Linked DNA regions of Mus musculus: all the other regions are linked to region 5. A link is a contact called in public HiChIP or PLAC-seq and promoter capture Hi-C data. All regions are on one chromosome and are shown on one strand. Each heading gives the region's core, a stretch centred on a gene start, on an enhancer-like site or on the middle of the called end of the contact. The rest is flanking DNA. Distances are from core to core; before and after follow the strand shown. Region 1 overlaps Cd47 (CD47 antigen (Rh-related antigen, integrin-associated signal transducer)). Region 2 has its middle 7.6 kb from the start of Gm16619. Region 3 overlaps Gm4827 (predicted gene 4827). Region 4 has its middle 18 kb from the start of Gm16619. Region 5 holds the start of Dubr (Dppa2 upstream binding RNA). Region 6 overlaps Gm15518 (a long non-coding RNA gene). Region 7 overlaps Gm6936 (predicted gene 6936).

Region 1 (3,274 bases), core at 730-3,229, 830 kb after region 5:
AATCAAGAAAGTATTGAGAGATCAAGGCCAGAAAACATATGAACAAAAAAAGCAAGCAAACAAACAAAACTCCCAAACTGGATTCTTCCCAAGGGATTGGTGGGCATTCTAACGTCTTTGAGGATCAGTTCAAATTACGATCTGCTAATAGACCCAGACTTATAATGATCACATACCGTTAAGGGGTTCCTCTACAGCTTTCTGGAAAATATTTAAAATATATTTATAGAAAATGTACATTACTTTATGTGTTTTATGCTAAAACTTACACTATCATTGAACTTGTATTATAAGTGGAGAATCCTATGGTCTAAAAGCAAAATGAGACAGCAAAAGCTAATGAAACAAAGCTTCCCAAGGCTAGTTAATAGTTTAATAATAGCTGCCTTATTCTCTTAGTATTTTTTTCTGTGAATAATTCCCTACTCCACCCACCATTCTCAGTTCAAGAAATTCTTATAAAAGTATTAATGTACAAACATGCAAATTGCAGTAACAGATAGAAAACACAGTTAAATAAGAGATGGTAGCAAAGCAGAATCATTTTCACATCATGCAAATTGAACTCAGTAACAGCAAGAAAATTGGTAGGATTTAACGGTCCATTGCTTAGGTTATCTCTAAGCGGCTCTAGGAGAACTGTTAGCTGCTTGTGGCTAACACAGCTGTGTCACCAGTCTCCTCAGAATAAGAGGCAGAGGTGAATTAACACATTCTCCCAAGCCCGCCCTTTGGGCGTGTCCTTAGAGGCTGCCAGAGTTATCTGCCAGTCACTGTGGACAGGAAGCTGAGTCCAATATACTCCCACTTCAGATCTTAATTCCATGTAAGAACTCTCAGGTCTGTCACCATGGTGAGTTTATACAGTAATTTTTTTTCTCATACATTTCCTCCTGAATTTGATCTTTTTCTTAGAATTTTCCCAAAGACCTTATGGAGGTATTCAAATACAATAAAACCTTTAGGAAGGAAAAATGCTGATAAAATCGTAGGTCATTATTTGGAATGGATCTCTTCAACAACATATACCTTACAGACTATACTTTTTAAGGAAGTCAATTTAACACAAACTTTTCTTCCTTAATGTCGTGCTCAAAACTGTCACTCTATAAACTCACATCACACAAATCCAACAGATGGGGAGACACAGTGGAATCAGCTTCCTGCTGATGGAAGAGATAATTATATTCCCCCTCATAGATTCTGCATCTACATAGGGAGTACAAACTTACAGGGACACTTCTGTCTCATCAGTACTTAAATGCCTCAAGGTAAATCTTATGACACAAACAGACCTATTCATACACAGGCCCTGAAATGACTTCAGCATTGCCTTAATTTGATGTCACATTAAGCATAGAACCAAACAGTCCAATGTTCCAACCCCTCATTTTAATCCACCAAACAACTGCTTTTAATTAATTTCATAAACTTGGACTTACCCTAGGAGGTTGGATAGTCCTCTGGTTGGAAGCTGGTATAAATAAAAGCATAAATGCAACCAATAAGATACATAAAGCAATATAATACTTAATTTTAAGATAACATACATGTTCAGGACTAAAGCCAGAAGGTACTAGAGACTCCAGTGCAGGAGTTGTAGCTTTGATGGTCTACTTGAAAACTACAGAGGACTCTTGATTAAATGCATTGACAGGAGAAAAGCAAAGAGATGCCTACAGCAAATAAAAAAAAATAGACTCACTCATGTGCACATGCCTCTCTCATGTCAGATACCTGTCATACCTCATGTTGAAGAGAGGCTGTCAACTACTCACTGTTACCAGGGTACCATCTCTTTCTCCTTCCCAGCTGGGATGGCCAGAATAGGGCAACGAGTGACTTCCCCTCTCTCAACACACTCTCCTTGTTCCGAACTGAGCAGCCTTTTCTTCCTTTCTCTCATATTCCCAGTCCTCAAAGCTCTAGGCAGCTAGCACGCTACAACAAAGCATGAGCCCTTCAACGCCCCCTCCCTCCCTCCCTCCCTCGAGCTTAGAGCTACCCCAGATTGGTAGTTTCAAACCAAACCAGGGCTCCTCCCTCTGTGTATTCCTCCCTGGTGTTTTGAGTTGCAACCTTTACTGCTTCTGCACAGATTAGCTAATGAAGATGCAATAATAGAGGGCAGGAACTAAATGACAAGAGGGAAAAGAACAACATTAGACTGGTTTTAAAAAAAGACAAGAAAAAAGAAAAGAAAACTTCCTTGTAAAACCAGTTCAGGGAGCCATAGAGAGCAAGGAAAGCAGGTCTTAACACATAGCCTGTGTCCCAAGAACAGGAAAACGTGACCAGAAATAGTCTCTCAACAACTCAGGATTCTTTTCCTAGGCACAATTTCCTACCCCACCCATCTCAGTTTGAGAACTCCAAGCTTCCAGGTTTTTTAAACAGTGTAAGCACTCCGAGAGCCACAGCGGAATACACAATGTAGTTTTAAGGCAGGAGCAATGCAGAGTAATTTCCCAGTCATTCTGGACTGCCGAGAAACAGTGTTAGGGCTTATAGGATTCCACAGAAACCCAACTGGCTAGCACACAGAGGCACGCCCAAGACAGCCAAGTTCCCCTACCCTGCCCGTGCAGACTCAGCAAGCGTCTAACGCTAATGAAGACCAGGCTTTCTCAAACTGGAAAAGTGCAGCCACCAGGCCAGACATACACATCACATTACCACTAGAATTAGAAGAGGTTAAATTACAAACAACTAGAAACATAGGGATAGGAGGGACAGGTTTCAAAAGAAGAGAGAAAGTAGGCAAGGAAGAATTTGGAGTGGTGGGAATGAAGAAAGAAGCAGCTATGGAGTGTATCACACAGTTAGGCAGGAGATTGGGAGAAAAATGCAGTCATTCTTAAGTTACGTAAACTGAACTCAAGTAACAGGGAGAAGTAAGTGCTCAGCTATAAATGAGGCAGTTACCCCATCCCCCATTGAGGCCCAGGGAACACTGGGGAAGAAAGGGCAGAAGGAAGATAAGGGGTGGACGACAGAAACCAGAGCTACATGACTGCTATCTTCTGGGCATGCTACACACATTCTAACCATGAACCCAACGCAATTACACTTGCCTGCAGTACACCTCAACAAGACTGGGCCTGTCAGAAGCCAGGTGCTGATGGGGGGGGAGGGGGACCCAAGAGGCCTGGATCCCTTCCATCAAAGAAATGGCTAAGGAAAGATTCTGAGCCCTGGAGAGGCATTCCCTCAGCTGAATAAATACTCATGAGCCTGTCGGGCTCCAGTAGACCATTCCAAACTCATGGTCACT
Region 2 (3,249 bases), core at 622-3,121, 940 kb after region 5:
AGAGTCTCTTTAAAACTAGCTGTTAAGTGGGGCCATTTATTGGAAATTCCAAAAGTGCCAAGTACATTGGTTCCCCTAAATGTACTTCCAGGAGCAGGAGCCTGAATCAGTTTTCAAAGCTTTTACTCATGGCTACTGTTCTTGTTCATATATATTCTGTACTATATGTGTCTAGAGGTTATAGAAGGATATTTAGCATACTGAAGATACGGAAAGTCTATTTCTTCTGAATATGTATAAAACCTCCAAGCCCCCAAACCATTCTCATTTGTCTGTAATGGAAATTTATGGAGGCAGGTGACTGCCTTCCCTAGGGATTAAGCCCTCCTGGAATTAATTTGAAGCTGGTACCCACGAAGTGTCTAGATACACAACTGTCCAAAAGTTTTCCAGTGTCTCCATCATCCTCTGGCTGGTACTATCCGTTAGCCCAGGAGTGCCATGCTTGTGTGTTGGATGCTTTGCTATTAGTCTTTCAGAATCATTCTATTAGATGATTCATTCTCCATTCACAGGCAACAACTCTTCTTTCTCACCACTTTGGACTGTGTGTGTGTGTGTGTGTGTGTGTGTGTGTGTGTGTGTGTGTGTGTGCAGGGGACTGGCGTGCTACGAGAGGACAGTGAGCACCTCTTCAGTAGCCTCTTCTTCCACCTTTTTTCGAGACAGGGTGTCTCTTTTTGTTGTTCCCCACTGTAAATACCAGCTAGCTGGCCTGCAAGCTTCAGGGAGGGGCTTCTCCACTCCTACGTCAGCACATTGATGTGCGAGGATTACAGATCGATGCTATCACTTGTAGCCTCGCACGGTTCTGAGTATTTGAACTCAAGTCTTCCCACTTGCTCTAAAAGCAAGTGTGCACTCACTAATCTATCCCTCACTTTTCACTTTCATTTTTAAAATCTTGTTTTCCATGGTAACCTTGCATTCAACAAGGACCTTTAACATCTCACCGCTCTTGGCCTTCCTTATTGGACCTAATGGGGTTAAGGATGCTTAGAAAATTCTTCTCAAACAAGGATTTCCAAGGCTAGGAAAGCATTGATGGTGAATGCTACAGAAAGCAGTAATAGGTATTTCAGCATCATTGCTGGCCCATGTAATGTTTCTTTTTCACTGATGGATTCAGTTTTATTTAAAGACAATGGATTCAATTTTAAAGACATTAATCCATAGAGTAAAGTTGGTAAACAGAATGACATATGTAACCAGTCTTCTGTCTTCACAGGTTTATTGGTGGGTTAAAGTGAATGCTGTCCAAACTGTGAGGTGATATTGAAATCTTTCCACAGTTTCACACTGAGACGCAATAATACAGGTCTTTGTTGTGTAGAGCAGAACTGCCAACTCTAAGTTGGATTTCCTGGAAGGTGGGAGAGAGAGGGTCCTGACTCATAGGCGTGTAGCCTCACTCACAGCAGGAGGGTGAGTAGAAGCAAAATTCCTATTAGGGATAGCTTAAATGGGAACACATTTCATTTTGCAGAAAACACCTTCTAGAACTTGCTTAATAGAGGGCACCTTTGCAGTCAATCACTTCACAAAAGTTTCAAATTGGATCAAAAAAGAAGGGGGCACAGGCTAAGGTTGGGGTTACAGGTCGTGTATTACATCTCCAAGTGCCTATATAATTACACTGTGGTGGTTTTTAGTTGAAAGCTTGTAGATCATAAATAGAGGACTCGTTTACTGGTTCTTGTGAAGCATTGTGGGAAGGAGGACACACGGGTGCTGGCACATGCTCCTGCCAAGCATAGGATAACGAACTTTTATGCAGAGGTTTCAGTCACACAAGAGCTACGATACGGAAGGGTCCAAGAGACAACCCGAAGGACGTCAGAATGGGAAAATTTCCAGGCAAACTCGTTTTGGCACACAACAACTGTAGACACTTCGTCAGAGTTTTAAAAGCCACTTCCTCCTTACACTTCACTTCCACTCTGGAAGCCCAGCTGGGCATTTTCCCTGCTGAGTGGGAGGGTAAAGCAGAGCTCAAGATTAGCTCAGGCTTTAGGCAAAACTGTAATGTAGGTTGTGCCCTGTGTGTTGTTTCTGTGCTTTGACCTGTCTGCACCACCAGGCACGTCACCTCTCCTGATAAACCTACCCCACAGAAATAGCTCCCTGCTCTTTAAACAGAGCCCCCGGTATGATTTCTCTCTTTCTCTTGGTGCCATCTAGAAAGTAATGATTCTAATATTTACTTAACTCAGGACCTTGACTTATGGACATTAATGTGTGCTAATATTTCTAGAGTTCCTGTCTTCTAATAGCATTTCTTGAAAATGGTATTTATTTTTTAAAAGATAAATAAACCCAAGATGAGATTGATGGAAAATATTTGTTCCTCTAGGAAGATTCACAACCCCCCCCACCCCACCCCACCCCATCTCCTGGGTTAGAGGCTGCCACCAAAGCTGGCCGGTGAGTGTATCCTGTCAGGCACTTGCCACCCGTCAATGAGATCACTTGGGAAACTGTCCCCTCTTCTAGTTCAGTGGTGAGCCCTGTGTGCAGCCTCATGTGTATTAATGTACACATACCATTATACACTAATTCACGATGGTTAGCTCTTTGATCGATTGCTGAAAGGATCTTAGTAAATACTTTTGAAAAACATGAGAACAATGTTAAAGATCTCAGGAACTATAGGAATATGATGGGTTAGGAGAAAGCCAGATAGCAATTAAAGGCCAGATGGCGTTTCCTGATGTCTCCTACTTAGTTATTTTAGAAGCCTCAAAAGTCTTGCTGATGGACTTCTGAAATTACTGCTCGAAAATAAGAGATTCCAAGAATCCCTTAAGTGTGTCTGAAGTTCTCTCAGCATCAGAGGTAGATGATTAAGGAACATAACCTTGATCTGTTCTGGACATAAGCACTTTCAATACACAGAAAATATTCCTCAAGCGCTCTGGCGTCTCTGTTTTATCCAGTGACAGGGTCTGTGCTTTATAAGTTGAAATAATACTTTTTACCAAAAATGGTGCATAAAACAGAAACAAAAATAAAATATCCCCATGGCCACAACCATCGCCCAAGTCTTCAAGAAGGAAAAGCCAGAGAAAAGCATTTCAGTGGTACCTTAGGAATACAAAATATAGGAGTTTTGGCTCAGTGTACTATAGGTACTATCCCACTGTAAGGACAGTGGTAGGGCTCAGAGAGTTAGGTGAACTTGGAGGAAGTAGATTAGAATACGAGTGGATAAAAACTCAGCCTTCCAGAGCATGGAGGGTAGGCTTGTGG
Region 3 (3,368 bases), core at 188-2,687, 660 kb after region 5:
AAGTTTCAGTGTCAGAGGGCTCTGCCAGGAAAGTGCCTCAAACCTAGAGAGGAAATAAGCAAAATGATGGTGAGTGGTTGGTTTTCTTTGTTCTTATTTATTCTTTGATGAGGTTACAGTCATTTTTTTAAAAAGGCTGAAATCTTAACATCTTTCCACTTTCTCAAACTAGGATATTAAATAAAAATAATTTTACTAGCCATTTGTTTAGGGTATAATTTTAGAAGGAAAACCAAGATGAGTGATTAATACTTTCCCCCTTAATTGTGTTATTAAGATACTAGTTTTGTTTCTTTGAAGTGAGCCACAATTGCTTTGAAGTGTTTGTGTCTGCTGCCTGGAGCTCATGAGCTTACACTTATTTGATAGACCTTGGTAACTCCAATGTAGTCATCCTTTCTGGTGTTACAGTGGCCACACCTTTGGCCATAGAGTGATTCCTTAAGGTCCTGGATCCTTTGGAGGTGACCCTGGCCTTTTTTTGCCTTTAGTTTAAAATGTTCCACGTCTATCTTGTTCATTTCTTGATCATTCCATGATTTCGAATTTGGCAACCCCCTAAAAATTCCTTACTTCCCTTAGTGGGAAATGATAACAGAGTCCAGAATGAGGCATGAGAGCTATTCTTTGTTATTTAGGCTAGACCTTGTTTCTAGGCTTTTTGAGTAAATATACCTAAAGTATTTTTCATTTGTGTTTTGAATAAAATACATCATGAGTTTCTTCAATATCTCCAGTGTAAGCCTAGGGTTTTTGTTTGTTTTGTTTGTTTGTTTTGTTTTTCTCACATACCAGAAGTCTGATGGTCATTCGGATAGTAAAAATATATTGACAACTAGGAAAAAGTAAATAATAAACGCACATTTGATGATATCAAAGTGTTAATATTTTTTCAGAAATGACAATATCACTTCAACAATGTTTCTGGAACTACCAGGCTGTGGAGACATTCACGTGCACATATTTGTACATTGTTCCTTTGCGATCTGGGTTTTGCTTCAAGCTAACATTAGGAGTTTCATGAGAGAAGTAGACAGTGTATAGATAAAAGTTGGCTGTGGTTTGAGCTCTGTTGAATCTAGGTTATGGGTCCTTGGGACTATTCTAGATTCTTTATTGTTTTTATGCTGAAAATTTTAACCTTGTAAAAGAGGAAACACCTGAAGGGTAAGCGGGAGAGTGGTGCTACATGAAATAGTAGGCATGCTGTGTTTATAAAATAAACCCAAATGCTACAAGAAAGACAAATATATATGTGCAACACCACCAGGGCTAACCCCAATAACAGAGAATAAACTTCCGTGCTACAAATTACTTTCATCTGAGAGTTCTGTCTTTCTGTGGGTTTTAAATTTCTGATGTGATCCTGTACTCCGTCTATAATCAGGCAAACATGTAAATATTACTAGCTGAAAAACCTTGAAGCCACAAGTGCCCCTCCCCCAACAACTTCCTGCTTCCATGCCTTTGTGCTGATAGCATGTCCTGTTAGCCATTCTGCTGTGCTGTAGCTGTTGGACAGCGCCCCGCCCCCTTTCTTCCTGATCTATGCTCTGCAAGTTTCCTTTTCTCCTAGTGTATGCCCTGTGACTTTGCTCCTTTTTTCAATGGTTGATGCCTGTTCATGAAAGTTGGGGCCTTGATGAAAAGTGAGAATGAATGCAACTTTGCTTTTCATGTGCTCTCTTTTTCCCGATCAACATTGCTCCCTTTCTCTCTGCTTCTCTTCCTCACAGCTTAGACCTTCAGTTGCTCTTATCCACAGGAATACAAGGCATCTACAGGACCTTGGCTGACTGTGATCCATTGCTAGTGATTTGATGTCACTTCCTTACAGGAATGGTACAGCTTTATGATTTCAATCCACCTCAAATGAGAGTGTAGCTCAGGAGACGCCCAAATGCCTAGCCACACTTACAGTAAGAAGATGGAGTCTGTTCAAATTCACGACTGAGGACAAAATCTGTATCTCTCCGTTATGCCTTGTGACTTTTCTTTTTTTAACAGCTGAAGCTAGGAGACTTCACACCTTGGCAGCTTGATACATAAACACAACACCTTTCCTTTATTTATCTCCAAGATCTCATATTAATATCATGATATAAAATACAGTACAACTTTGAGAGTCCCAGAGTCTTTAAAAAGTTTAAATACTTTACAAGTATCTATAGGTATTAGAAGTCTTTAGAAGTTGGATTAATACTATATCTATTTAGGAGTATATTAGTAGTAAGTTCTCCCCTAGGCCAGTGACCCATCTAGCTAAAGGCACTTGGAACAGTAATGGCACCACTTATAGGTTTCATCTTGTGGAGTGGGACTTACATCCGAGGAGAAAGTGGTTGGTTTCCCATGACGTCATGCCACTAGTGCATCAGTGGGCATGTCCTGTCAGGCTGTTATTATTGTGGTTCACACGATTCACAGAGAGGTGAGACTGATGGTTACCTTCCTCATCCAGCTGCCTGTAGAGGACCTTCTAGCATCCAATAGGAATGAAGCATCGAGGTGAATACCAGGTTGATTTCTCCATGTTCTATACTATGTATGTGGTGTCTACAGCAATAGGGTTTCACCATCAGGTCCTGGAGGTTGCCAGTAGCATTGGTAAAGACTTTTGTCTGCCTTTTTATTGGTTATTTTATTTATTTACATTTCAAATGTTATCCCCCTTCCTGGTTTCCCCTCTGCAAACCCCTTATTCCATCCTTCCTCCTCCCCTTGTAATCTTTTAAAAAGAAAAGGAGAAGAGATCTTTCAGTTACTTCTAAGCAGATCTCTGAAAAACCTGTATGAATAAACTGCTGTGCTTAATAATTTCATTTTATATGTATTTCACACTAGCCCTATAAACTACCTCCTTTTTTTCTTAGCTCCATTATCATTGAATTGGACTCTGGAATACATACAGAGGCCAGAGGGTGTAGCTCAGCTGAGGGAGTACTAGTCTACTGTTATAGTAAATATTTAAATCTTGGCCAGGAGTTTCTACCCTGCCTTTGGTTACTGAGCTCTTGAATAAAGAACATACTCACAGACTTTATATTTACAATAAGCCTTAAACAACACAAGAGCTGGACAGCTGCCTACCCTCTGTGCTGTTAAGTGTCTCCTTTCCTTTTTTTTTTCTCTCTCTCTCCTTTCCTATCTATAACCCTGAGCTATCACTTACTATATACTATGCTTCATCTGGGTTGCTCTTAACTCCAATTGGCCACCTGTGATGGTTTGAATATGATTGGCCCAGGGAGTGGCACTATTTGGAGGTGTGACCTTGTTGGGGTAGGTATGGCCTTGTTGGAGTAAGTGTGCCATTGTGGGTGTGAGCTTGAAGACCCTCACTCTAGCTCCGTGGAAGCCAGTCTTCT
Region 4 (3,083 bases), core at 160-2,659, 910 kb after region 5:
TTTTCCTAGGGTTTGTTTTGTGCGATTCCCATGTATTGGTTTTTGTTTTGTCTTGTTCTTCCTCTTATTTTGTTTTATTTGTATCCCTTGGAAGCCTGTGTGTTTTCTGATGAGAGACAGAAAGGGGATGGACCTGAGTAGAAGAGAAGGTAGGAAGGAACTACAGGTGGGGGGAGGAGGTCAGTGAAGAAGAAGAGGAAAATAAAAAAAAAAAATAGCACTGAGCAAAATACAGACAATGGCGCTAGGATTGTGCCATTTCTAAGGGAAGCAAAACCTCTACCAAGACTGTTTGTTTGTGTGCCGTTTTAAGACTGTCCAAGGGAAGCCTGTGCTTCTCTGGGAGAATGGATGCCAGTCAGCTGGGGCTGAAGAATCAGTTATGATTAATAAGAGACCAGCATCATAGAGTCAAAGCCTTCTGGATCAATGATGACTCAGGGAGAAAAAAAAAGCATTTTTGCAGAGTCAGCACTCTGAAGCTGTGGTGCGGCAGGACCAAGAATGCATCTTAAATTGGCAGCTAATTTGACAATGTCTGAGAGTCCTTCCTGTGATGACGGCTTCTGTGTGGGAACTACAAGACTGAAGGGGTTGTGGAAAGAAGCTGAGGAGTGGAACCATGCAGCAGTGTTAGAGGCCCTAGAGAAACCAGGAGATTTCCCATTGGTAAAAGTAAAGCTTCATGTGATGGAGACTCCAAGATGCTGTAGATGCCGTGATTGTGGAATAACTACCATGAACAGTCATGGATATAGAATGGAGCCATCCTGAGCCTAGATGTGTGTGCTTTTTGGGTGGCAGAGCCAGAGAAATAGAGTCCCTTAATCCCTTAGAAGCCAGAGATCACGAGAAAGTCCCAGATATCAGATACTGAGCCAACTAACTAACTGTTGGCATTTAGTTTTACTGAATTCTGATTAGAGCTCTCCCTGATTCTTTGCTTTTGGAAATAGAATGTATGCAATTTAGTTTTGATTTTTATAGATACCCACAAATAAGAGGCTTTGGATTTTTAGACACTGAACTTTCATGTGTTGAAATGTAAAAAGACCTTGGGACTTTAGAGGCTGTGTGACATTTTATATTGTTATGTTAACATGCAATCCCGGTAAAAAGTAAAGGTTATAGTTTAACAGTGATGTGTTTGTGTGTCAAGCTGACAAGCGGTAGATTTAGCTAATGATAGCCAATCTTGGTTGTCAATTTGACATACTTAAGAGAGAACCTCCATTGAAGAGTTGCGTCCATCAGAGTGGCCTGTGAGGCTGTCTGTGGGGCATTTTCTTGATTGCTAACAGATGTGGAAGAGCCCAGCACACCTGTCAGATGGTCCTGGGCTACTTAAGGAAGCCATCTGCGCAAGAGCTAGATAAAACCGGTAAACAATGTTCTTCTGTGGTTTCTGTTTCAGTTCCAGCTTCTAAGTTCCCGCCTTGACTTCTCGCTCTAACTTCCTGCATTTATAGACTGACTATACCCTATAGGCTGAAATGAAGCTTCCTTCCCAGGCCCTCTTGCTTATCACATAACAGAAAGCAAACTACAACAAATTTTGTAAGTTTTAAAAACTTGCCGAGTCTTGTACTTTTTTAAATTTTTTTTTCATTTTTATTTTTTATTTCCTGAATCTTAGGTGTCTCCAAGAAAGAACGTTTATACTGAAGGGAAATGACTTTCCTAGATTACGTTTCCTAAGGAAAATTCCCCAGATTATAAATTCCTAACAGTGGTGCGTCTTTAAAGTTCTAATCTTCCAGTCTTCAGTTAGCCATAAAGAAGATCTTCAGGCTGCCTCAATGTGATAATACTCTCCTTATTCCAGAAGAGTTTTGTTTTAATTCTCTAGTCTGGGTTTCCTCTCCCAGCCTGTGAGCCAGCATACCTGTGTAGGGAACCTTCTTAAAAACCCGGAAAGACAAACTTCAGAGAGCTTCCTGTTAACTGAACACATGGACGTTCATAGAGAGTGGCTGGAGAGGGCTTGGAAGCTAGGGTCCCTATCTCCTAAACTCTCACTATGCATATATTCATTTGTATCCTTTAGAAGAACACATCTTCAAATATCAATGCTTCCTCAAATTCTGTGACTGACTCAAGCGAATTAATCAAATTCCAGGAAGAGGCACCAGAGCCCTCTCCCTATTGCTCAAAGCGCAGGTGGAATAATCTTGGCCGTGTGACCGGAATTCAAAGCAGTTTTGGGAACTGAGCCCCAACCTGTAAGCCCTGATGTTATTTCAAGAAAGATGGTGTCAGAATTAAATTGGATTAGAGAGGAGGATATGGATTAGAGCAGAGCAGCTGCTGTCCACTGCTGCAGAACTGCCTTCTGGTTGGGAAAAATTTGTGTTTTGAGGTCACAGAAATTCTGTATTGACTGTGAGGGAGAATAGATGGAAAACAGACAGTGTTTTCCCTTGTCTTGACACAGAGGTTAAACTTCAGCATGAATTTTGGACAGGGGCAAAAAATTTTCCAACTACAGCATCTTCTTTGATTGACTGATGGATTGATTGACAAAAACGCTCACCATAAGATGCACTACGGGTATTTGAACTGACACCTAAGAAATCACTATTTCATAAGGGCATCATCTTACTCCACACAGAGACCTCTCTAATTTTGAGAAAATTATTTCTAACATCAAGCCAAAATATCTTTTTTGTTCTTGGGTCATTCTTGAAGAACCATATAGGAAGAGCCTATTTCTTTCCTCTTTAAAATAGAATCTCAACTCCATCAGGTCAGTTACTATGAAACCTGGGTTTCACTTTCCCATGTGAAACAGTCTGTTTCCTTACTAATTCTTCATATAATGTGGGACTAATATACCTTACTACACAGTTGCCTTCTGTACTGGTTGGTTTTGTGTGTCAACTTGACACAAGCTAGAGGCATCAACAGAGAGAGAAGGGAGCCTCAATTGAGGAAATGCCTCCATGAGGTCCAGCTGTATAGCATTTTCTCAATTAGTGATCAGTGCAGGAGGGCCCAGGTCATTATGGGTGGTGCCATCCCTAGGCTGGTGGTCCTCGGTTGCATAAGAAAGGAGCCTGGGCAAGCCAAGGGAAGCAGGCCAG
Region 5 (3,499 bases), core at 13-2,512:
AGATGCAAAAGGGACTACGCTATAAGCAAGACATGTAAGCATCCTATATGGAAAACACTAGAAAGTCTTGTTGAATGTCACAGAACTGGATTTTCAATAAAAGGAAAGATAAATTCCGTTCTCCAATGGGAAAGCACATCAAATTATTCTCCGTTTCTCCAAAAGTATTTTAATGAAGCTATATTCTATTGTTTATATGGGAAAAAATAATGTAAAAGCAAGCCGCAATGAGGCAGGCCTAAGCCCTTTCAGACATTGCAATACGCTGCACAGACTACAATTAAAAAGGATAAATTTCGAATATGACAATATCTAATCAATGTGGAAAAGAAAAATTATATAGATCAGGACTCATGTACAGTGTAGAAATTGACATAGGTGGTATCTCACATCCCTAGAAGTAAAGAGGAAAAGGAATTTTATAAAGTTATCTTGTTAGAATAGGTAGACAGTCATTTGAAAACCGAAAAATCATCTAGGTAAAATTTCCACCAGTCTTACCAATATGCAGAAACAGTCAAATAGAGAGAGTGAAGGATACTCTGGGAGGAGACCCATCCTAGTCAATGTCAAGAAAACAGCAAAGAGGGGGTGGAGAACTGAACTAAATGGAATGAAGACCGATAATTGACATCTAAATGTGTTATGTAATCAACTTAATCCTAGATTTAAATTCTACCAACAAACGATAAAGTAAAAATTGAATATTTTTTGGAACAACTGAGGAAATTAAATCATATTAACTCTATCAGATAGAGGTTACTAAACTTGTTACATTTCTTGACCCCTGCTGTATTTTAAGCCTGTAGTCAAATATGGGCACATACGTAGCAGAATTCGAGTATATTCTTGTTGCTCAGAATCAGGGAGATAAGAGGGGTGGAGATTGAAGCTGCCACCCAGAGACTAGAAATCGGGGATGCTGCAAAATACTAAGTCACTTCACCTTATGGACACATTGTATGATCACCTAGCCCGAATCTCTACCACCACGGGTGCTTGAGAAACCCCGATGGAGAAAAATCGCTTATTCTGAGAAACTAGGTTGAAGCACAGGATCTCGCCGCTTACACAGGTCTAGTATGGATGTTATCTCTGGGGGAAGGTAGACACTGTTCACAACTAATTCAGAATCCAGTGTGTGTTCTTCCGCCCACAGCACCAGCGGCGACTGGTTCCTAGCCGCAGCTCAGCCAGCAGCCAAAGCTAAGCGGTGGGCGTGACCTGCTCTGTGGGAGGAGCCTTAAGGTAGGCGGGACGTGGACCGGCACCGCGCGTGCGTAGAGCTGTCAGCCGCACCCAGGCCGCGCTTCTAGCAAAGTTGCAAAGCAACGGGCAGACCTGTCAGAACGGTGAAGATCCCGGCGATGGAAAAAAGGCGAAACTGCTCCGCGTAGGCTGCTCGGAGTGGCATCGCACCTTGTTCGAGTCCGAAGAAGTTCCCGCTTCTCTAAGCCGGCTGAAGGGATGCGAGTCTCCTCTTGTCCCAACGGGACTGTGTCCTGACACAGAGTGGACTCCGCCCCAAGAGTGCGAGCGTCCTGAGCGTTCAGGGCATCCTGAGCCGCGGAAGGCATCCGGCCACACCCCGCTCTTTACCCGCCAACGCCAGCCCAGGTAAAAAGAAAAAAACTTTACGTGCTTTAAGATTCCTCTGGAGAGTCGCCAATTAGAGAGTTACCAGTTCTGTGACCACCCCACCCCCGCCCCCCAGGAAGAGCGAAATCTGTCACGTACTCATCTTTCACAACCTTGCATAGGAGGAGGAAACACCCACTCACGGCCGCCGGCCTTAAACGCTTGCAGATTTGCGATGGCAGGCAAATCCTTCACTTTCTGGGAGCTGGCGCCGCGTCTCTGGTGCTTGCAGAAAGGATCCAGTTTCTGTAAGGATGCCCAGGCTTCGATTGCACCTGGTTCTGAACACCAGCCCAGGAATCCCACGTACCTGTTTGCGCCTCCTCCCCTGGCCGGTTACCAGTCAAGACCGCCAGGAACCTCTTAGAACAGTAGCCAAACCGGCTAGTCTTTTATTCTGAATCGGTCACTTTCCGTGGCTAGTAAAGTCCAACACTTTGGATAAATTGGCTTAGTGTAAAAAGGTAAACTATTGTGTTTTGATAATGTCTCTTTTGCTGTGATATGTCCAGTGTGATCATTTAAAACATACTGAAAAGTGTATAGAAGAATGTTGAAATTCTACATAATCCCAACAAACTTAAAACAACTTGAAAAGCTTTATGTATGCTTTTAACCCTCTTTTTTTTTCAGTGCTCACTTGGTAAGACCACTTACTGAACAACTAGGTTGTTGAAGCTGTTTAACATTTGTTGAAAAACAGCACAGAAAATAGTATGCCGATTACAAATGCAGTTCAGTACTTAAACAAACATACTCTGGCAACAGTCTAGATGATATAATCTAGTACAAGCCTCCTTCATCGCAGTCCGTAACAAAGAAAGCACACTCATGCTAAATATAGACACTGCCTTAGCATTAAGTATTCTAATTGTTCTTTCTGTCATAATAGTTATCCATCCAATAGTCTGCAGTGCCCTGCTCCTTTCATTCCACACTGTATTTGAGTTTATGCATGCTGTTTCACGCAATTGGGTCGTTTAAAAATATTCTTTTACTCTTATGTTGTGTGGTCTCCAGTGTTTTGGATATACACAAAATATTGTATTAATAATGGTAATAATGAGATATGGTTCAAGCCATACAATTCATCCATTTAAAGTATGTGATTTGGGTTTTTTTTTATATTCACTTTGTGGGACCATAACTATCAGGTCATAGATGCCCTCCAAAGATAGCCCTTATCCCTCAAGCCCCAAACAACCGACAATCTTGCCTATAGACTTGCCTGTTGGGATCATTCTCTAAAAGTCCAATCGTGTAGTAAGCAAATAATGTGTGGCCAATTTCCCTTAGTGATACTGTACATTTATCTCCAGGTTTCGTGTTCTTACAAATAGTGCTCACATGGGTAAATATTAATCTTACCTGTTGTCACATGAATACACCTCTCGATATATATGCCTGTATGTTGAATAGCTCAGACATCTCCTGTGCTTACAGTTAGAGTTACAGTGCGAGCTTTTCATGTGTACTGTTACACTAGCCTGGTCTGATAAGAATTCTCAGTATTCCACCTTCCCCAACATCCGGTGGTTGTATAGTGTTAATTTACAAAAACCTCTGTTAACTGATGGCAGAATCATGCCATTATTAACCACTAATATATCCTCTTTAGTAAAGGGCTCTTCAGCTGTGTCTATTGATTGCCAGTCACACTTGACTTCAAACTTATAAATTCTGACTGTGCTCCACCACCAAATGCATTTTTCTCCTCTGCAGTTTGTATTTTAACTCTCTCACTGTTAGATTATTATAAATGTGTAGTTCCCCCCCCCCCCGGTAAATTGAGTACCTTGGCTAAGCTATAAATAATCATTTCCTACCCACAAGGTCACAAGAATGTTCACCTATAGCATCC
Region 6 (3,026 bases), core at 449-2,948, 960 kb after region 5:
AACTTCATAATTTCATCTCTTGCTATCTGCCTGGCTATTTTCCTTGATATTGGATTCCTATCGTCTTTCAGTTCTACTCTTATGAATATCCTTTGTTTTCTCAAAGTTAGAATGATTTTTCTCACTAAAGTTTGTTTGTCTATCATAAAACTTACTGTTATAAGCATTTTAACTCTGTGTGTGTGTGTGTGTGTGTGTTTGTGTGTGTGTGTGTGTATGTGTGTGTGTGTGTGTGTGTATGTGTGTGTGTGTTTATGTGTGTGTGTGTGTGTGTGTGTGTGTGTATCTTTCCCACTGGACTGTGAGCTGGTAAAGGAAGCGATTACACCTCATTTGCATTTGGCTCCCTTAATATCTCACACTGCAGCAAAACAAGTGGTTATCTGTCAAATGTTCGTTGACCCACACTACATATGTGTAGTGAACAGGAGCCGCCTGAACCAAGAGGCTTCTTAGAAATACCACAGAAAGTAGTTTTTCTAGGTCACCAGCATCCTCTGCGATACTGAGGGATTGCTGAATGCTTCCCAAGGGCAGAATGAATATGATAGCTTAGATTCATCACAGTAGCTATCCGAAATAAAACACTAAGTCATGAGCTCAAACAGAGGCTAACATTTAATGACTTACAAAGTCCAGAAAGTATGCAAGACAAACAGATCAGTAAAAATAAGAAATATTGAACAAACCTTGGTTATGATTTTTGCTTTTTAGTTTCCACACATAAGGTAGAATCCTTATTTAAATTTATGGTTATGGAAAACCGGCCATTTCCATTTTCAGCACAGTTGGGTCGGGCTATTTCCTGTTATCAATAGGAAGCTGCTGTACAATTAAATGGATCAATGATGCAGTGAGCTAAATTAGCTTTTTTATAGTCAAATAATTGGACTAGCTGTGCATTCTACATTATTTCAGTTGTACAAGCATGATCTTTGAATCTACCTTGTAGCAAGATGCCTGGGCTGCCTTAGCCTATTGATTTGAGAAGCAGTAAAAGGTGATATTTAGAAAGGGCCATGGGATAGTATCAATAAAATGGTTCAGGGGATACACATTTGACACACAGAGTGGCTTTATGTAGACTGATTTTTTTGAAGAATAATTTACAAATCTGGCCTAATTCAACTAGCAATATGATAATAATGTACCTTAACTACGTACCTTAAAATACTGTTGCTTATCTCGATGCAGAACATTAAACTGCTGTTGTCAGCGGCATGTGAGTAAACTGGCTGTTTGTCTAACGGTCTGATCTGTAGTGATTTTTCTATTCCTGTGGTGTAAACACTCACAATGGGCTGGTGGGAAGTTATCAACAGTTACCTAGCTCTCAAAATTTCCGAATATCAAACAACTGACTTCAGAGGTGGTAGGAGCTGACTCTAGAAGCCTACCACAAGCTGATGCCCACACTGGCAGGAGATTCACAACCATGCACGTCTAGCACTAGGAGGTTTTAGAATATCCCAGCACTACCGGTGGCTGTATGAACAACTTTGTACTTTTACTAGCACATTGGGATTCATGGGTAGCATACCCTGCAGAAGATTTTACAGAAGGTAAAAGAAAAGCGACTGGACAGGAGGGAAAATATAACTCTATCACCTTACCGGAGAAAACCCAGGATGAACGGTGACTCAAAAGCCACACAGGAAATTCTTAGCCGAGAAATTGTGACATAGGAAGAAATAAGTCTGACCTTTGGCTGTAACGGTTGGCACAGAGTTTCCAAATAGTTTGCAGTTTCCTAGAACTTTGAGGTTTTCATGGCTACATGATGAAATCCCTCAAAAAAAAAAAAGAAAGAAAGAAAAGAAGAGAAGAGAAAAGAAAAGGAAAAGAAAAGAAAAGAAAAGAAAAGAAAAGAAGAAAACCCTAAATGAAGGGGTGCTGAGGTTTTCAGGTGGGGGTTAGCCATGAGGACAACCAGGGCTTCCCACCCTCTCTGATGTTCTATCTGGTGAACTTCACAGTTTGGGTAACAGAGTGACAGTCTGGATAACTGACAAACAATAGAAGGTTCCTTGGCTCATGGCTCTGACAGAGAAGACCAAGAGCATTCATTGTTCTGACCAGGGCCTTTATGCTGAGTCACAACTCGTCAGAAGGGCAAGGGGACATGTGCAAGATGGAAGAAACTGGCTGTTGGTGTGGACAACTCCACATATTTGGTGCCAGGAATATTGTGAATATATTCTTACTAACACACCTGGAACTGGGATCTGGTTGGCTGGACTTGTGGGCCAGGGTTCTTCCATGCACAAGCCTTTGAGAGGAGCTAGAGAAGGTCACCCAGGGGCATGTGTGGAAACAGGATGCATGGTCTTGATAAGGGGTGTGGTGGACACCGGGTGAGTAGGAGGAGCTGTGGACCTGAAATTCTTCTAGGAAGGCCTAGCTGGGAGAACTTCTTCACAACAGTGAAGATGGTGACAAACGGTTTTCTAAAGGTGGTTCTTTTCATTTCTCTTGAGTTTCTTTTAACATTGTGTATTAATTTAATCTATGGTACTTATTAGATGGGGCCTTAGCATTTCATAAGCTACTCGAGAAGAAAAATGAGTTTAAGTTCTCTTTAAAGAAATCTCTTCACGCCGGGTGTGGTGGTGCCCGCCTTTAATCCCAGCACTTGGGAGGCAGAGGTAGGCGAGTTTCTGAGTTCTAGGCCAGCCTGGTCTACAGAGTGAGTTCCAGGACAGCCATGGCTACACAGAGAAACCCTGTCTTAAAAAAATCCAAAAAACAAACAAACAAAACAAATCTCTTCACACTGAAATGTTTTGCTTACTTGTACATGGGGGGGCGAGGGGGAGATCTTCAGATGGGTGATTCTGTAGATAACTGAATATCAACATTAGCATTTTTAAATCCCTGATAACCCTCCCACAATTAAAACATAATAAAACAAAACACCCATGTCTATGGGGTAAAACTCGAGAAGGGGACTTAGTGCTTAGGCATTTAAAATTTTTATTAATCTTCAAGAATTTCATACAATGTATTTTTATCAAAATCACTCCTCC
Region 7 (3,033 bases), core at 304-2,803, 750 kb after region 5:
CCACAAATGGGACATCAACCCCTCCTCTGAGTCTTAGGAACCATTCCTCAAGAGGGGCAGAAAGATTGTAATAGTTAGAGGAAGGGGAGGGCCAGAGAAGAAGTGTCTTCTGGACATGGCAGGATGGCTCCAATCACTAGTTGAAAGCAGTTATGGCTACGCTCCCATGATCTGCACACAATCAAACTAGCCAGCATGTTTGCATGGAGTGGAAAGGGACTCGTGAGCCCCCACTCCTAACTGAAAGGATACAGATGGATGAATAATCTGAGGGGATGGAAAATCTGTTTTCTTTAGTGATGTGAACCCTAAATGCCCCAGTGGATGATCCCGCACCCACACCTATGAGGGCAGCACAAACTGGGTCATGAAAAAAAAAAAAAAAGAAAGATGAAGTTGTTGGGGTGGATCTGGAAGGAGTTGGGGGAGGAGTGAGGGGTACATATGATTAAACTAAATTGCATAAAATTCTCAAAGAAGTAATAAAATGTAAAGGTGGGGCATGGTTATGCCCACTTGTAGCCTCAGCACTTGGAGTGTAGAGATGGAGCTTTTGGAGTTCAGCTAATCTAAATTATCTGATGAGCACCAGGTTCTGTGAGAGACTCTGTCTCAAAAAATAAGAAGGAAAGCAATTTAGGAAGACACTTGGTGTTGACCTCTGGCTTCCCTCTCCAACACTGAGTCACACAAACATACACACAAACACACACACAGACATACACATATACCACATAGACACACACACCACACAGACACACACACTACATACACACACACACACACACCACACTACACACACACACACACACACACACACACACACACACAGCACACATATATACATACATCACACACATACACATATACATAAACACAGCACATACACGAATACCACATACCACACACAGACAGCATGCATACACATACATATACACACTTATACACCACATACACACAATGAAAAGGAAAAAAAAACCTTTTGAAATCAGGACATTTAATGGGTGATTATTAGTGAGAAAACATTTGAATAGGTACATTCAGTTTCACACACACCTGCACACACCATACATACATGTATCATAAACACCACACATATACACACACATACACATACATACACACCACATACATGTACACACACCACAACAACACACACCACATACATACATACTACATATACAAACACCACACATACACATATACACATCACACATATGCATATATACACCACACACATACCATACATACCAACCACACACACACAAATATGCACCAAACACACACACACACATACACACACACACACACACACACACACACACTGAAAAGAAAAACCCCTATTGAGATCAAGACTTTTAATTTAATGGGTGGTGGGTTAATTATTGGTGGGAAAAGAACATTTGACATTAAGTTTCACTTTGCACAAGGTCTAGCCTGGATTCAGTTACAAGAATATGGATGTGGTATGGATATCTGATGGAGTATGTCACTGTAGCTAACGGCCGGATATCTCTTGAGGGGTGATGGTCAGAAGAGGAAGTACAGTGAAGGGAGTGAAGTTCCTGATGAAGGGGAACAGTGCCAACAGAGTCAAGGACACGGTGATTAGTACAACTATGGGTGTGTCTCCTTCCCTTTTATGCTGCACAGGAGATGGGGCATGGCTGTGTAGGAGCGTGTGAAAGAGGATAGCAGATGCTTGGTAAGACGATAGAAAGCACAGGAAAGTGGTACCTTTAAGGTACTCTAGGATGCCAGGCTCCTCTGTGGTCTAACCAGGTGCATGAACGGAGATTTGCTAACCCAGACAGACCTGACCCCCAGGTAGGGCTTATGAATATAGAAAGGACTGAATTGTGGAGCCTTTATTTCCACTCTGTGTGATGCCCTTGTGTGGCAAACAGCCTGTAGTCCTGTAGAGGTGTCCTTGAGTGTGAAGAGAGGCCCGTGGACTTGCATGTCACCTCCCAGGTCAGTTTTTCCCAGAAGTGCTTGCTCTCCAGGATTTCAGGGCATCCCAATTACATGACGGCAAATGTCACAGCTTCAGAGTGTCTTTTTTTTTCTCTTTTCACTAGTAAGAAGTCCTTTCCTCTCAGAGGCCACTGTAATTAACCCTAGAGGGAATAAGTCATCCTTAGGGTCAGAGACGAAGCTACCATTGTGGTTTGACATGTTCTTACTGAAAATTTGTTTCAGGGACTCATCTAATCTATACGTCCTTTTCATGTGAAAGCCCTTAAAATTAATGCTACTTTGTAAAAACTTTATATCTTTTATTTTTTAGTTTATAATACTATTACATGATTTCTCCATTCCCTTTCCTCCTTTCAAACCCACATATATATATATGTGTGTGTGTGTGTGTGTGTGTGTGTGTGTGTGTGTGTATATATATATATATATATATATATATATACATATATGTATGTATATGTATATATTCTGTGACCTCCTTTCAGCAATTCTTCTTACAGGCATTTATGTACACACACACACACACACACACACACACACACACACACACACACACATCCTGCTCAGTCTGTATAACGTTACTTCTATGTATGTTTGCAAGGTTGACCTTGTAAATCAATTGGTGTGATACCACACCCATGAAGTTTCACTATCATGACTGCCTAAAAATGTCTCGAACAAGGACATTAGCAATTGACATGCCAAGGCGGATGGCGAAAAGCCCACGAGGATGCACCCCTACATAAAGAACTACAGGAAAGCAAGAAATGAGAGAGTGGGAGAAATAGCCAAAGCTAGTTTTAAAACGAAAAGAAAAGGCACAAACCAATTCCTCCTTTATCCCTGCCTCCTCCTCAGCATCCACACCAGGTCTCACTGCTCAACCGTCTGTATAAAGGAGTCACTGTGCTTGTTAAGGAAATTAGACAATGACAGTCACATAGTATGTGCCAAGGTGGGGTGTGCACACACTCCTTTGTCTAAATGTCACAAATTGTTATAGTATTGCTCTGCATTTCCGAGCCAGTATCATCACCTTTTAATTAGCCAGAA

Evidence for each region. Promoter capture Hi-C pulls out the DNA fragments that hold promoters and counts their contacts. HiChIP or PLAC-seq counts read pairs in DNA pulled down with a chosen protein or histone mark.
Region 1: a contact with region 5 is called in a promoter capture Hi-C map of liver, with 4 times the contacts expected there. The contact joins the enhancer-like site here to the promoter of Dubr in region 5. A contact is called at or near these places in 14 of 39 promoter capture datasets (the 3T3-L1 cell line, 3T3-L1-derived adipocytes, cranial neural crest and 9 more), 1 of 484 Hi-C or Micro-C datasets (cortical neurons), 9 of 115 datasets of contacts at active chromatin or transcription factors (the 230-238 cell line, acute myeloid leukemia, bone marrow-derived macrophages and 5 more) and 1 of 9 other capture datasets (embryonic stem cells).
Region 2: a promoter capture Hi-C map of neutrophils shows a contact between it and region 5, with 4 times the contacts expected there. The contact joins the enhancer-like site here to the promoter of Dubr in region 5. A contact is called at or near these places in 9 of 39 promoter capture datasets (the C10 cell line, the HPC-7 cell line, embryonic stem cells and 5 more), 1 of 115 datasets of contacts at active chromatin or transcription factors (large pre-B cells) and 1 of 9 other capture datasets (embryonic stem cells).
Region 3: a contact with region 5 is called in a promoter capture Hi-C map of second pharyngeal arch cranial neural crest, with 2.4 times the contacts expected there. The contact joins the enhancer-like site here to the promoter of Dubr in region 5. A contact is called at or near these places in 9 of 39 promoter capture datasets (the 3T3-L1 cell line, embryonic stem cells, frontonasal cranial neural crest and 5 more), 7 of 115 datasets of contacts at active chromatin or transcription factors (bone marrow-derived macrophages, embryonic forebrain, embryonic midbrain and 3 more) and 1 of 9 other capture datasets (embryonic stem cells).
Region 4: a contact with region 5 is called in an H3K4me3 HiChIP or PLAC-seq map of pro-B cells, with 4 times the contacts expected there. The contact joins the enhancer-like site here to the promoter of Dubr in region 5. A contact is called at or near these places in 12 of 39 promoter capture datasets (the 3T3-L1 cell line, the C10 cell line, the HPC-7 cell line and 8 more), 1 of 115 datasets of contacts at active chromatin or transcription factors (pro-B cells) and 1 of 9 other capture datasets (embryonic stem cells).
Region 6: a promoter capture Hi-C map of neutrophils shows a contact between it and region 5, with 6 times the contacts expected there. The contact joins the enhancer-like site here to the promoter of Dubr in region 5. A contact is called at or near these places in 13 of 39 promoter capture datasets (the 3T3-L1 cell line, 3T3-L1-derived adipocytes, the C10 cell line and 8 more), 1 of 15 datasets of contacts at CTCF or cohesin (large pre-B cells), 12 of 484 Hi-C or Micro-C datasets (B cells, CD4 T cells, CD8 T cells and 7 more) and 7 of 115 datasets of contacts at active chromatin or transcription factors (CD8 T cells, bone marrow-derived macrophages, effector CD8 T cells and 4 more).
Region 7: a contact with region 5 is called in an H3K4me3 HiChIP or PLAC-seq map of bone marrow-derived macrophages, with 4 times the contacts expected there. The contact joins the enhancer-like site here to the promoter of Dubr in region 5. A contact is called at or near these places in 3 of 39 promoter capture datasets (the 3T3-L1 cell line and pre-B cells), 7 of 115 datasets of contacts at active chromatin or transcription factors (CD8 T cells, astrocytes, bone marrow-derived macrophages and 4 more) and 1 of 9 other capture datasets (embryonic stem cells).

What each region holds. Positions count from the first base shown.
Region 1 is chr16:49,904,981-49,908,254 of GRCm38.p6, reverse strand. Cd47 (CD47 antigen (Rh-related antigen, integrin-associated signal transducer)) reads right to left here. Exons shown (of 9, transcript NM_001368415.1): 8 at 1,443-1,474. Among named protein-coding and RNA genes, the nearest start is that of Gm19723, 49 kb to the left of the region's middle. Within about 2 kb of position 1,979, at least 133 of the 459 cell types and tissues checked have an H3K27ac peak or open chromatin away from gene starts, as enhancers often do. A contact at or near this core is called in acute myeloid leukemia, bone marrow-derived macrophages, cortical neurons and 4 more, where this site is marked.
Region 2 is chr16:49,791,318-49,794,566 of GRCm38.p6, reverse strand. No RefSeq gene overlaps it. Among named protein-coding and RNA genes, the nearest start is that of Gm16619, 7.6 kb to the left of the region's middle. Within about 2 kb of position 1,871, at least 115 of the 459 cell types and tissues checked have an H3K27ac peak or open chromatin away from gene starts, as enhancers often do. A contact at or near this core is called in neutrophils and pre-B cells, where this site is marked.
Region 3 is chr16:50,067,355-50,070,722 of GRCm38.p6, reverse strand. The region is part of intron 1 of Gm4827 (predicted gene 4827); the gene reads left to right. Among named protein-coding and RNA genes, the nearest start is that of Gm4827, 3.8 kb to the left of the region's middle. Within about 2 kb of position 1,437, at least 29 of the 459 cell types and tissues checked have an H3K27ac peak or open chromatin away from gene starts, as enhancers often do. A contact at or near this core is called in bone marrow-derived macrophages, second pharyngeal arch cranial neural crest and trophoblast stem cells, where this site is marked.
Region 4 is chr16:49,817,102-49,820,184 of GRCm38.p6, reverse strand. It overlaps Gm4633. Among named protein-coding and RNA genes, the nearest start is that of Gm16619, 18 kb to the right of the region's middle. Within about 2 kb of position 1,409, at least 116 of the 459 cell types and tissues checked have an H3K27ac peak or open chromatin away from gene starts, as enhancers often do. A contact at or near this core is called in the HPC-7 cell line, neutrophils, pre-B cells and 1 more, where this site is marked.
Region 5 is chr16:50,730,536-50,734,034 of GRCm38.p6, reverse strand. Dubr (Dppa2 upstream binding RNA) reads left to right here and starts at 1,262. Exons shown (of 2, transcript NR_028300.1): 1 at 1,262-1,617.
Region 6 is chr16:49,769,198-49,772,223 of GRCm38.p6, reverse strand. Gm15518 (a long non-coding RNA gene) reads left to right here. Exons shown (of 5, transcript XR_003951928.1): 3 at 1-2,453. Among named protein-coding and RNA genes, the nearest start is that of Gm15518, 5.2 kb to the left of the region's middle. Within about 2 kb of position 1,698, at least 80 of the 459 cell types and tissues checked have an H3K27ac peak or open chromatin away from gene starts, as enhancers often do. A contact at or near this core is called in 3T3-L1-derived adipocytes, CD8 T cells, the G1E-ER4 cell line and 4 more, where this site is marked.
Region 7 is chr16:49,985,726-49,988,758 of GRCm38.p6, reverse strand. All of the region lies in intron 1 of Gm6936 (predicted gene 6936), which reads right to left. Among named protein-coding and RNA genes, the nearest start is that of Gm6936, 6.8 kb to the right of the region's middle. Within about 2 kb of position 1,553, at least 39 of the 459 cell types and tissues checked have an H3K27ac peak or open chromatin away from gene starts, as enhancers often do. A contact at or near this core is called in bone marrow-derived macrophages and pre-B cells, where this site is marked.